4 separate regions of the Gossypium hirsutum genome follow, and regions 1, 3 and 4 are each linked to region 2. A link is a contact called in public Hi-C data. All regions are on one chromosome and are shown on one strand. Each heading gives the region's core, a stretch centred on a gene start, on an enhancer-like site or on the middle of the called end of the contact. The rest is flanking DNA. Distances are from core to core; before and after follow the strand shown. Region 1 has its middle 31 kb from the start of LOC107952764. Region 2 holds the start of LOC107952877 (elongation factor G-1, mitochondrial). Region 3 holds the start of LOC107952163 (probable plastid-lipid-associated protein 11, chloroplastic). Region 4 holds the start of LOC107955253 (actin-depolymerizing factor).

Region 1 (3,242 bases), core at 452-2,951, 920 kb before region 2:
GTCTGGCAAACCGTGCGGCCTTAGGCGATATCTTTGTTTCAAATCTGCCTAAGTCAGCTTAACTCTTGAAAAAGTGAGAATTTTAAAAGAAATTCTCTAAGCCACCGAAACTTCACAAAAGCAAACATATAAGCGAAAAGAAAATGGCACAAGAAAGATTGCACACAATGTGTTTGAGTAAATGGTCTCAAAGTATTTAACAACTATTCAATGAGATGATTACAAGTGAGGGAAAAAGTCTCTATTTATAGTTGAGCCCTATTAGGTCCAATGATACAATTTAAATTGCATTAATGAGTTAGATTAAAGTCTATCTACAAGATAAGAGTCTTAAGGAATTTGAACGCTACAAAATTTTATCCTTAGGATTATAATATTTATCCTAGTAATTCTAAATTAGTCGAGTGTTTCACTAGGTCACCATGCTTCAAGTAAATGGTTTTTCCTCTATGCTCCACTAATCGAGTCAGTTCAAATAGATTAAATGAGTCTAATTTAATCAGTTATTCTCGTTGAGCGATTCTGTGTACTTTGGTCACAAACTTTGATCTGAATACATGACATTTTGAGGCTCTTTTCTTGCATAAGTTATTGGCTTTTATTAGGTTTTTGTTTTGTAAAAAATTTAAGCCTCGTAAGTTCGTTCTTACTAAATGAATGAAATATCTCTTTGCTAACGTAATATTGCTACAATTTCTAGTGAAATTAGTCATTAATTTTCCACTAGCAATAAGAAAACAAATACTTTGTCAATGGTATTATCTTTTAGAATATGTTAATATATGTTAATGTCAATATATGGATATTTGGAAGATTGCACATGTATGCTAGTATCAAAAAAACATGAATGCAGTAATAAATTAAAGCCGATAAACTTAGAAGTGGTAATTTGAATATATGATTAAAACATTTCATAAGTCTTTAATTTGTTGAATTTACTCTCTACTTTTATTTTTTAAAAAATTAATTTTTTTATTTTTAAATTTTAAAATTCAAGTTGAATTATAAATATTGTTAATTTTATTTTGTTAAATTTATTAATGTGATATTTTATAATAAAAAAATACTCACTTGATAATCATATAATGTTGTAGTAAACTAAAATTTAACAAAATATTTTTAACAGTGATATGAAAAATAAAGGGACTCAATTTCTAAAAAATAAAAATATAAGAACTAAATTTTAAATTTACGAAAAGTAAATGATCTTATGGCATATTTTAACTTAAAAATTATTATCATGGCGATAAGATTAAAAAATGCCATAAATGGATTTAAAAAGTTGTCATGTATGTTTTATTTATTAATTTTATGTAATTTAAGAATGTTTGACTGTGAGGATTTTTAAAAAAAAAATTCATAAAAAAGTTATGTACAAAACTAAATGAGTTTTGATTGAAACGTTAAAATTGAGTTTTTTTTTTCAAATATTGGTGTTTTATATTTGAGTATTTGTAAATTTATTTTGGATTTAAATTTTCTGTAAAATTTATATAAATATATAAAAAATAAAAACTTTGTTTCCTTTTGAATAAAATTATTTTTCAATTGAATTGATATCTGAAAAAAAAAATTTAAATTAATATAAATAGATGAATACATTAAAAAGTGTATCAAATTAAGTAAGGCGCATGATGGGCTGTTTATTATGAAGTATTGGGTTTAAGGCTCTATCCTCTCACGCAAATTTCTGGCTTCAACTACCCATTTATTTGTGGGCTTCATAGCTTCCCATATTGGAACAGATGGGCTACATCGTTCTCGCCTGGGCATCGTTTTTAAACCAAAACTTTGGAATTTTATTTAAACAATGTTTAAATGAGAAATAAAATCTAAATACAAACTTGTACTATGTATACCTATTGATCCACAAGTGTGTATTTACAGTTTCAGTAAATAACATAATTATTATTAAATTGTTACTTAGCCTATATCAAAGTCAATAGTTCACAAAAAAAATATTGAAAATTAAAGATTTCCAAAACTATGTTAATGACAATAAGTCACCTACTATTACATCTTCTCAATATAAAGTCTATAGTCAAAAAAGGGTTAGTAAAGGTAGAAGGGTAAGGTAATACTAAATCATTATGGTTGAATAAGACCTTGGTTTGACCACCCAATTCTGTCTCTCTTTTAATTTCTCCTTATAAAAAATGGATGATGGATTTAATTTTCATCAACATAGACTAGTATTTTGTAGAACCCTGTGCTCGTGATGTGCAGCAGCTTTGACTGCTATTTGCAATCTTTTACCACATGACATGAACACAAACGCATGTTGATAAAGACTTTAAATCAGTAAAAGCTGAGCTATATACATCACCTCAAATTAGATTTAGTTTCACCAGAAAGTTTGTGCGGTAGATACTTAACATCTCCTGATAAAAGATTGCCATTACAATTATATCTGTCTTAATCAACTTCTTACATCCAAGTTGGTAACAAAATAAAGAGGCAATTGGGGGTGTCTTTTTAATTCGTTTGAAGGGGCAAAAGAGCAAGTCGGTAGCCTAACTTTCACAGTTCAAAGTCCATTGCGTAATGAGTAGGCGTGATTTACCGGTGGCAGTGAACATTCAGACACAACCCCCTTCTTCATCTCTCGCTGTGGAAATTAATAAGAAAAACAAAATGGGAACTCATTGTTGTGCTGAGCTTTTCAAAGTTTCAAAGGAAGTAAGGAACCCCACTAAACCGACCATTTCGACCCACTACTGCTTTAGTGCATTGCAACCTTTTTTCACCATGAAATTTGTCATTTTGAAAAAGTGTGTATATTCTTATTTACAGCAACAGTTGTTTTTGAAAGAAAGAGAAAATTGGTATTGGCCTGCCATTGGTGGTCAAGCAACTTAGAAAATTGAACAACTTTGGAATTCTCAGACTTGTTACAAGGATTACTAGGCTGCTGGGCCCTTTGGTTAATGAACAAGAGGAAAATGACAAGATGAGCCACAAGAAAGTCAGCTGTCAATGGAATGATCTTCCTTGTATCATTGGTATAGTGAAGTCAAATTTCCAATCAATTTCAAGAGTAGAGTGGTATCTAGTTATCTTCAGCCGACGTATTGATAGGAGACATGGAGAAAAATTACGAAAAGCAAGCGGTAAAGGGACGGAAAGTTACAAAGATGACTCTCAAGAGTTGGCTATGAAATGTAACCTAACGTGCGGGAAAAGTTATATGCTATTTGCCTTTCTTTATCTCCATAATTTGTTATTGGAAGTGAAGGGTATAT
Region 2 (3,309 bases), core at 690-3,189:
CAACAGATAAATAAACAAATAAAATAATCTAAATTCTGATGGCTGCCTTATTGTCAGAAGTTGGTTGACTGAAATTAATGGGAACCAAAGAACAGAATTAATCATAAAATACCTTGTTTTTGAATGCACTACCCATGAATACAGGAACAAACTTCCTTGCTATGGTTGCCCTACGAACTGCTTCCTGCTCAGAGCAAGCTATAAATTTTAGAACTCACATCAAGTTCATAAATCAAGTAAAAAGAAGCAGCAACATATAGAACTGTAAGTTAAAACAATAGAAAAATAAATGTTGTGGTCTACACTTGGGTAATAGTTAAGCTAATATCACATTGTAACGTTCGATGCAAGAAAAAGCCTCCATCGTCCACCCGTACAGCACGTATAGAGTACAATGAAAGACCATTCAACATGAAGGATCATTGTAAATCCACTGAAAGGCCATCAGCCCATAACATCCATATTCAAATTTCAGAAGCAAGCATGGACTCTGAATATTTGATGGGCATCAAGTCAAAGTGAAGGCAGGCATGCTATTTTCCCTGCCATTTTTTAAATGCAAAAGGGACACTAGATGGGCAGCATCAAATACACTTTCTATCAGTAGAAAAAAAGAATTAAATAAATCACCAGTCCCCGAACAGACCTCAAGATCAGCAGGGGAAATAGGCTCATCACTTAGAAATGCTTCAGCTAGTTTATCATCCACTTCAGAAACCACTTCTATTAGTTCACGTCTCTTTTCTGCAACTATGGCTTCCATATCTGCTGGTATCTCCTCAGTCACAATTTTTTCTCTGCAATAGTTATTATATGACCAAAAAGAAATAACAGGAAATGAAAAGGCTGTCACACGAAGAAAAATTAAGTGAACCAGAGAGATCGAAACAAACCCGCTGGAACCATGAAAATAATAAGCTTTTAGCTGCACAAGGTCGATAAGTCCCTTAAAGTTTTCTTCCAAACCAATTGGAACTTGCACAGCCGCAGTATGATGCCGAAGCTTAGACCTTGCCTGACACCAGGCACAGAAACGATCAGCATGCCACTATTAAATGTGTGAAGTTCAATAACATCAATTCAGTTACATGAATGTACCTGGTTGAGAACTTTCCATGGATCAGCTCCCATTCGATCGAGCTTGTTAATAAATGCGAGTCTTGGCACCTCGTATCTTCTCATTTGCCGATCAACAGTAATTGACTGACTTTGTACACCACCAACGCTACACAAAACCAAAATGGCACCGTCAAGAACACGCAGCGCCCTCTCGACTTCAATCGTAAAATCAACGTGACCAGGCGTATCGATTATATTAATCTGAAACAGCAGATGGAAAATTTGCACGTCATAATAAGTAACACAAAGAGTCAAATTAGGTCAAATTCAAAATACCATACGAACCTGGTAATCTTTCCAGGTGCAATACGTGGCAGCAGATTGGATAGTAATTCCTTTCTCTCTTTCTAAATCCATGGAATCCATCTTTGCTCCGACGCCGTCTTTCCCGCGAACCTCGTGGATCTCGTGGATCCGGCCGGTGTAATAGAGAACCCGCTCTGTCAGTGTGGTCTTTCCGGAGTCGATGTGAGCGGAGATTCCGATGTTTCGGAGTCGTTCCATGGACTCTTTCCACCATGGTTCTTTGTCGTCCTTTGCTCGCGCGACGTTGCCAGCAGCGAAATGACGGACCTCGAAGTTCCCGCGTAGGAGGGCGGCCGTCGGGGAGGGGGAAGAGTAGGGCGCCGCTTTGGTGGAGTACAAGGTGTAAAGGAGGCGCGGGACTGCGGATCTTTGGAATCGCGCCATGGTGGAATATGGATAGTGCTGCTTGGTGCGGGTAAAACCCTAAACCCAAGATAAGGGGCTTTTACTTTCCCGTTCGGGTTCTGAAAAGGGGCGGGTTAGGATCAGGAACAATTCGGATTCATTTTCTCCGGTGGTCGGTTAATTTGGATATTCGTCCAGGCCTATTTGGTGACTTCATTTGCTTTCGATAAGCCCATTAGTTCCTGTTCTAAATATGTAGTTGGGCCCTAAAGCAATCCAAAAAGAGACCAACAAACCATAGCACAAGGGTCCCAACCTCATATCTCAACCATACCACTGAGGTCATGTTTTGAAGCCAATGCCTAAATATAGGCGGTAGCCAATATCATGGCATGTCTCTATTGAAGAAAGAATTCTTGATATCATTTACTTATGCAACAACCAAAAAATAATCAGCACATAAAAGAGCTCCACAACATACACCAAATCTAGCAACCAAAGGTAGTGCCCTTTCCTTCGTTGGGTAACAGATAGATACAAACTCAAGCTATTACTAGTTAGGAGGTCGTCTCTCCTTATCTTCCATCATGTCTTTAATGACAATGTTTGAATTGGTCCCTAAAGTATAGTGATAAAGTCCATCCTCCATTTTAATCTCCATAACCATATGTCTTAGCAGTTATGTAATGATTCAAAAGTCAGTGGTGTCGAAAAGTGAGGTTTTGGAACCCCGTTTTCATAAATCGTACTCGTAAATTTTTTTTATTAAATATTTATGGAGTTGTGTTAGAAGTGAATTGAATTTGGGTTAGGTAATTTTTATCGAATTACTGCTAAATTAAGGTATAGGGACTAAGTCATAAAAATGTCAATTTTATTTGTTAATGAATTAATAAGTAGAACTTGGTTGAGGGATTTTTATAGCAATTAAACCACTATTATAGTGGTACTGGACGGTAATGTACTTTGTAATAGAAGAAAATGTGATAAAATTTTACTAAATTAATTTAATAATAAAACATAATAATAAACAAGTTAGGGGGAAAAGTAGGTAAAAAAAACATTTCATCCATTTTCATGCAAAAATCGAATCGGGGAGAAAGAAAAATAGGAGACCAATGACCAAGGGTTTCAAAGTTTAAAGCTTCAATTAGTATGTTCAATTTAGTTTTTTTCTTGTAATTTTTATATTTTCGGAATCCTGATAATTTAAGTTAGCTGACCCATGTCGTATTTTCGATACTATTAAAGATTGAGGATGTTACCATTGTTGAATAGTTGAAGTTTTTGGTGTTAATTTGATAGAATTTAAATTTAGAGTTGAAAAATGACTAAATTGTAAAGTAAATTGATGATTTTGTGCAATAGGGACTAAAGTGCATAACTTTAAAAATTAGTGGTAAAAATGAGAAATAAAAGGTCCTAGAAGTACTATAGTCCCAATCTTAGGGACTAAATTGAATAAAATGCATATTTTTCATAAATTTACAATTGAGTATGAATTTGTTTGTATATTGATGAACTAGTATATTTGTGTTA
Region 3 (3,076 bases), core at 324-2,823, 550 kb before region 2:
AGGTAAGAATGAAATGTTGATGACAATAGAGAATTCACTGTTTCCTAAGGTATACTTGAGCTGTTTTAATTAGAGTGCTTTGGGTTGTGTGTTCAATGGGAATTGGTAATCCCCGGGAATTGAAAAGTATCTAAATTGCTGAAATGACTTTTCAAACAGCTTTTATCCAACAAACTGTTCATGCGGTGATGTATATATCCACTTCAAAAGTTTCTTGTTCTTAATATACATCCTGGAATTACATTGACTTCTAGTTCCTATTTGATGAAACTTTAATGTACATTAGAATATCATTAGAAAATGTGTATTGCACAAATTATAGTGGATCATTTCCCTAGATCAACTTAAGCCCTTTAATCAAGCATCTATGAAATATATTTCATAAATTTATGCTTCCAGCGAAGTGCATCAGTAGCCGAAGACGAGCTGATCCGTGGCCGGACAAAACTCAGGTTTGTAATTTCAAATGAAGTACAGTGTAATGTTAACTTCTGCCTCTTGAGGCTAATTATTGCCATTGGACATATTCAATTTTGTTTCAGGCAAGCAGGCAAGCAGATCCGAAGTGTAATTCAGTCAGCTTATAAGATTGAAAGACAAGCAGCAGGTATTCAAGTACTCTCTCTCAATTAGGTTCATTGAATTATTTTCAGCATTTGTAAGGCTGAGAAAACTTCCTTATATTATGTCGCATCAGGACTAAAAGATACCCTTGGAGAACTTCCAAGCAGAGAGGCATCTCGGTTTCGATCGCAGGTATGTTCTTCGAATATTATGAATGGACTTGTTTTTTGAATATATATAAGTATATTGATTGTCATATAATGAAATGCATAGACCATAAACCTGGATGACTGCTGCTGTTTTCCTTGGAAGCATTGCTTATATGGAATAATTGATTTGCAGGTTTCCAGCCTTGCGTCTCAGGCAAAGCGAGAACGGAATGTTTTGACAAAGGAGGTTTCAAAAATTAGTAATCATGGAATTGCAGTTTGAGGCATCTCTTGTCCCTGCTATTTTGTTAAGTTCACATGTCACTGTTTTCATCACTAACACGATGTTTTGAGTGGATACATTTTGGGTGGAGGTTCTATCATTATATTCAAATTTTAATTGGAGCCTGATGTTTACACGTCGGGGAACATGTATAAAATAAACGAACTTCCTACATGAATTTTAGTATTCCATTTTTAAGGCCCTGGTTTCTGAACTTAGAAGGTCTCAAGGTTTGGTTTCAAGGCCTCATAGTTTGGTCCAATCTATGGAAATAGAATTGTAGTAATCCAGCACGAATAATTCATTAAACCTATGTCTGGGTTGTGAGAAAAATAAATTATAAATCACAAAGGGTAGCAAGTGATATATTATAGTTCTTTCAATTTTATCTTTTTCAAAAATAAATTTGAATTAAGTGTGTTGATTTTCATATGGTTATATTATTATTATTATTTAAAAATAAGTTAAGTATTTGGTATACTTGTAGTCTATTTTTGTAACTGTAAAATTGATAATTAAGATGAATATTAAATCTTAAATCAGCAGGAATACTTGATTAAAGAGAAGAAGGAAAAACACAACATTGTGTATTCAGCAAGTTTCGCGGCAAATCTTTTAATTAGCAAAATTTCACCATCGGCTCAAGTATGAGCTTCTCTTTGTAAAATGTTAAAACAGACAGATAAGTTCTAAGCTCACATGCTTTAGAAATTGGGATCAATCATTTTATAATGTTCGTTATTAAAATTTGAAAGGTGAAAGCAGGCAAGGACACAGAGCTATGAAGCCATTGTTAGCATGAAGCCGCCATGCCATCCTAGAACAATGTCAGGCAGGAGACAAGCAAGCAAGAAATCGGAAACAGTCCCTTCAATCCACGTATAGTATTCCTTGGCTACTGGTGTCGATCCCTACCAATCATAAACAGCTATTTTGGGTTGGCCCAGAAAATTGAAATTGGGATATTGGACGCCATTGATTACAGTTTTATCCCCCAAAGTCCCACTGTGTTTGAACCACAGATTTCAATTTTTTTTTTTTAATCAGTTGGTGCTGGCGCGAAGAAATAGAGAAACCCAAGCACCATGTCACTCGCGGCTCTCACTCTATCGTCTCCTCTTACTGTCTCCACTACCACCAAACAAAAACCACGGCCTCCTCACTATCCTAGACCTAAAATCACATGCTCCTCCCTCACCACCCAATCAGCCAAACAACACCTCCTCAATCTCATCTCCGACCAGGAGCGGGGTCTCAAAACCCAAAACGACACTAACAAACGCGATTCAATAATCAAAGCCATTGATGCCATGGCCGTTCTGGGCCGCAATACTGTCACCACAGGCGACTCCCTATCCGCCACGTGGCGGCTTCTATGGACTACGGAGAAAGAGCAGCTCTTCATTATAGAGAAAGCTTACCTCTTCGGTACTCAAGCCGGCGACGTTTTGCAGGTCATAGATGTCGACAACAAGACCCTCAATAACGTTATTACCTTTCCACCCGACGGAGTTTTCTTCGTTCGGTCCAGCATTGAAATTGCGTCGTCTCAGAGAGTGAATTTCAAGTAATTACTTCTTCTTCAGCAAAACCTACTTTTCCTTCTTTTCCTCTCGCTTAACGACTGAATAAAATTGTATTTTGAATTTCTAGGTTTACGAGTGCGGTTCTCAGGGGAAAAAACTGGGAGTTCCCGTTGCCTCCATTTGGGCAGGGTTGGTGAGCACTTGTATCTTTTTTATATATATTATTGACTGTAATAATTCTCATTTATTTTGCAGTAATACATAATTTTAGGTCTTGATTTACATTAGGAACTCTGGGTTCCAAGCTTAGCATTTGACAATAAGGTCCACTCCTCCTTGATGCCTTTTCTTAAGTTGCAATTCTATAAAAACATGTTTAATACTGATAGTAAATATTTCCTTGTGTTTGATGGCAATTTCTTATGGATACGGTTTCCTGTTCTTTTTGAGAAAGCCGAGAAGTGTTTTTCTGATTGTAAGATTCTGTATAGGTTTGAAACTGTTTACCTTGATGATGAGATACGAGTTGTGAAGGATATCAGGGATGATTATTT
Region 4 (3,331 bases), core at 533-3,032, 690 kb after region 2:
GAAGCAAAGAGAACATTTGTGAGACATGCCAAATTGCCAATATATGTGAATGGTAAAGAATCTGAATTCATGGCAACAAAGTTACTTTTAGCCTAGAGCTTCAGATCAGCTTTTTACCAGATTCTGGTTATTCAAGGACTAAATATACACTAACTTGTATGCGAAAATGATCCTGCACCTAGCTTTATGAAGGAAGGAGTAACGCAGAGTTGGGTAATCTCTTCAAATGGAACAGCTAAAACTGCAAACTGTTCAATGAGCACGATCCCTCACCACTTCAAGATCCATCTCTGTAGGGTCAGTAGCCTGAATCTCGTAATGGATACCGTCCAGTTCCCTTCTAAGCCTGTCTTTTGATGTGGCATAAAGCATCTTTGCACGGATTCGAGAGGATGAAGGGCACCTGATCAACAAAACACAATTGTTAAGTAAGAAGAACATCCCATCGGCAACTTTGTCAATATGAAAACAACAATAATGACGTCATGTAAGTAAATGACACAAAATAGGACCATTTGTTATCCTTGGTGAAACCATAGGCTAGAAAGAGTAGGTTTCCAAGTAAAGTAAAAAACTTAAGTAAAATCAGATGTCCGCTTATGGTCATTTATTCAAGTCTATAAATAAACCATGGGTCAAATACTATCAGTATTTTATGTCCTTTCTTGCTGCAGGCCAAACACTTAAATAAAACTTTATCTGTTCTTTATGGCACATTAAAGAACAAAAAAAGGGTAACAAATAGCATACAGACATATCCACTTAAACATCAGAACAATCTGAAACATAAGCTCCATGAAAGTAAGAATAAAACAACAGCGCAGTCACTAACAAGGAGCTTTGCACTAACAAGGAGCTTTGCACTAACAAGTAATTAATAGTGTCAAATTTGTTATACTGCAATAATAGTCAAACCAAAGGCAAAAATCTACCATGCAATGAAGAAAATCTTGCTCTTTTGACAATTCTCAGAAGTAACAAAATCAAAGTCGTAGACGGCATATCGGCAATCAGTTTCAGGCAGAGATGCAGCGAAGTCATCATAGGTCTCAGCAGGGGCACCAGTTTTCTCAACCACAACCTCCCTTTTCTTCTCATCGATCCTATATTTCACATACCGATAAACTTTCTTCCTTTTCAGCTCCAAGAAAGTATCCTTGGTCTGATCAGCAACGCCGATGCCTGATGTAGCATTTGGCTGGAAATACAAGCATCAACCTTATACATTTATTTTATTGGTAAAGGTGGAATCAGAGTTTTCATATTTTTCAAGAGATGATAAAAAATGGGTCGACATGTTTATTAATTTTGGAGCATCGATTGGAACATGAGAAGTAATTCAAAGTTTTACAGAAAACCAAACAACATATACAACATGCAATAGCAGAAAGTCACCTTAACAGATACAATAAATTGATATCAACATAAGAAATAGCAGATTAAACATTTTTTTTTAACATCTCAAAAGGAAATAAAACAATAAAGAAGTCATGACAGAGTGAGATATACCCGACTGAATCCCCTAAACGACATTGAAGCAGAAAGAAGTAAAGCAAACGGAACAAAGAACAGAGAGAAAAGGAAAATAAAGAACAGCCCTAGGTTAAGTAACAAGAGCCCCAGAGGCGATAACAGAGGCGGAGACTAATGAAAGAGAGCTATGGCGCTTATATTGTTAATAAAACTACAAGGAAATGAAGTTCAGAATAAACAAAATATGCGTCATATATGATATTTTTTTCACACCATAATATATATCCACTACTTTATAAAAATAAAATGGAGATCTAATGCCACCTTTGGCTTCTTTCTTTTATTTTTATTAAAAAGAAAATTCTTTCTAATTCTAATTATTTAGTTAATAAAAGTTTATATGTTTTTTAAACATGACTAACCAACAAAAAACTAATGGTATTGTTTGCTGCTTCCAATATTATATTAAATTCTAAATACAAAGAAGTTATATAGATAAACAACAGAATCTTATTTTATTCTCTACTCTTAAAGATTATAATAAATTGTAAATTGAGTGTTAAATGTAAAATGATATAAATTTAAGTGTACTGAAATGGATTATTTTTTTATTAATAAATTAAGAAGAAATTATGTATACTTAATATTATATAAAAAATAGATATAATCGAAACTTATAATAAAATTATTAAATAATGTTATGATAAATTTAGAAATTAAATGTAAAATATTAATTACTGAAATGAAAAATGAATAAATAAGAAATAATGAACATGACAAAGGAATCTTCCGAAAACAAAACATAGAAAACGGTGGGGTAGCCTTGCTGGGGGCGGTGCGTAAGATTAACGCCTGCAATTTGCATGCTTCATTATTGCTCTGGCCTTTTGGAGAAACTGTCAAATTACAAAAGGGCATCTCAAGAAAAAGAGTCCCCGTTTCCAAAGGACTTAAGTCACATTTAGCAAATAAAGATACCCATTTTCTCTTTTTGGTATTTAATTTTTTTAATTTAATATTTAAAGTATTAATTTTTCTATTTTCGATATATTTTGTAACAAAAGTTAAATAAAATTTATTAGGCAACTTTGGTAATAGAAAAACATCTCCTGGCATGTTTTAATCAATGAACAAAATGTTATATAGCAATTAAATTTATTTAAAATAAAAAATTTTAAATTTAAATTAAAAATTAAATATTTAAATATTAAAAAATAATTTTGATTTTGACCAACTTTTAAACAAAGTTGACCAACTGCTGATCCACAGTTAACCATGCATTGACCAATCACATGGCACTATGAGAATATGACAAATGTCATTTTTTACTTTTTAAATACTATATATATTATATTGATTAAAATGTATAATAGATATAATGAAAAAAAGTTTAAAAATACTTTTTTTATAAAATTATAAAATTTAAAAAACTTAAAATTTAAAAATAATATATAAAAATTGAAAAATGTTATAAAAATGAAAAAAGTATTTAAGTTTCAAGTGATTGAAAAAAAAACTTGAAATTTAAATATTTTTTATAATTTTAGACTTAATATTTTAGAATTTTTATTTTTACTTTTTGAAAATACTTTTTTTACATTTTTTAAATAATATTATTAATCTCAAATAATTTCATTTCAATTATCATATTTTTCGTTAATTTTATTTTTATATTTTTTATAATTTTTATGTTTTTTTAGATTATATATATTCTAAATTTATAATATTTTTATTTTTATATTTTATATATACATTAATAAAATATTTTTTTTACTTTTGTGATTGATTATAATTTTTTGTTAATGGTTATAAAAAAATGAACTAAAAAAAAGACATACTTTAAGTGTCAAATAGGAAG

Evidence for each region. A called contact is a pair of places that touch in the nucleus more often than the background predicts.
Region 1: a contact with region 2 is called in a Hi-C map of leaf, with 3 times the contacts expected there. The contact joins the enhancer-like site here to the promoter of LOC107952877 in region 2. A contact is called at or near these places in 3 of 34 Hi-C or Micro-C datasets (callus and leaf).
Region 3: a contact with region 2 is called in a Hi-C map of leaf, with 3 times the contacts expected there. The contact joins the promoter of LOC107952163 here to the promoter of LOC107952877 in region 2. A contact is called at or near these places in 16 of 34 Hi-C or Micro-C datasets (fibers, hypocotyl, leaf and 2 more).
Region 4: a contact with region 2 is called in a Hi-C map of hypocotyl, with 7 times the contacts expected there. The contact joins the promoter of LOC107955253 here to the promoter of LOC107952877 in region 2. A contact is called at or near these places in 3 of 34 Hi-C or Micro-C datasets (hypocotyl and leaf).

What each region holds. Positions count from the first base shown.
Region 1 is chrA07:36,479,415-36,482,656 of Gossypium_hirsutum_v2.1, forward strand. No RefSeq gene overlaps it. Among protein-coding and RNA genes, the nearest start is that of LOC107952764, 31 kb to the left of the region's middle. Within about 2 kb of position 1,702, at least 3 of the 9 cell types and tissues checked have an H3K27ac peak or open chromatin away from gene starts, as enhancers often do. A contact at or near this core is called in leaf, where this site is marked.
Region 2 is chrA07:37,397,860-37,401,168 of Gossypium_hirsutum_v2.1, forward strand. LOC107952877 (elongation factor G-1, mitochondrial) reads right to left here and starts at 1,940. Exons shown (of 20, transcript XM_041118157.1): 1 at 1,405-1,940; 2 at 1,099-1,320; 3 at 894-1,015; 4 at 647-797; 5 at 113-184. The coding sequence starts at 1,809.
Region 3 is chrA07:36,843,316-36,846,391 of Gossypium_hirsutum_v2.1, forward strand. LOC107952163 (probable plastid-lipid-associated protein 11, chloroplastic) reads left to right here and starts at 1,574. Exons shown (of 5, transcript XR_005930053.1): 1 at 1,574-2,563; 2 at 2,650-2,715; 3 at 3,014-3,076. LOC107952162 reads left to right here. Exons shown (of 9, transcript XM_016887443.2): 6 at 400-452; 7 at 543-607; 8 at 698-756; 9 at 907-1,170. The coding sequence ends at 996.
Region 4 is chrA07:38,091,942-38,095,272 of Gossypium_hirsutum_v2.1, forward strand. It overlaps LOC107955253 (actin-depolymerizing factor), which reads right to left and starts at 1,783. Exons shown (of 3, transcript XM_016890996.2): 1 at 1,510-1,783; 2 at 933-1,198; 3 at 43-403. The coding sequence starts at 1,533. The coding sequence ends at 253.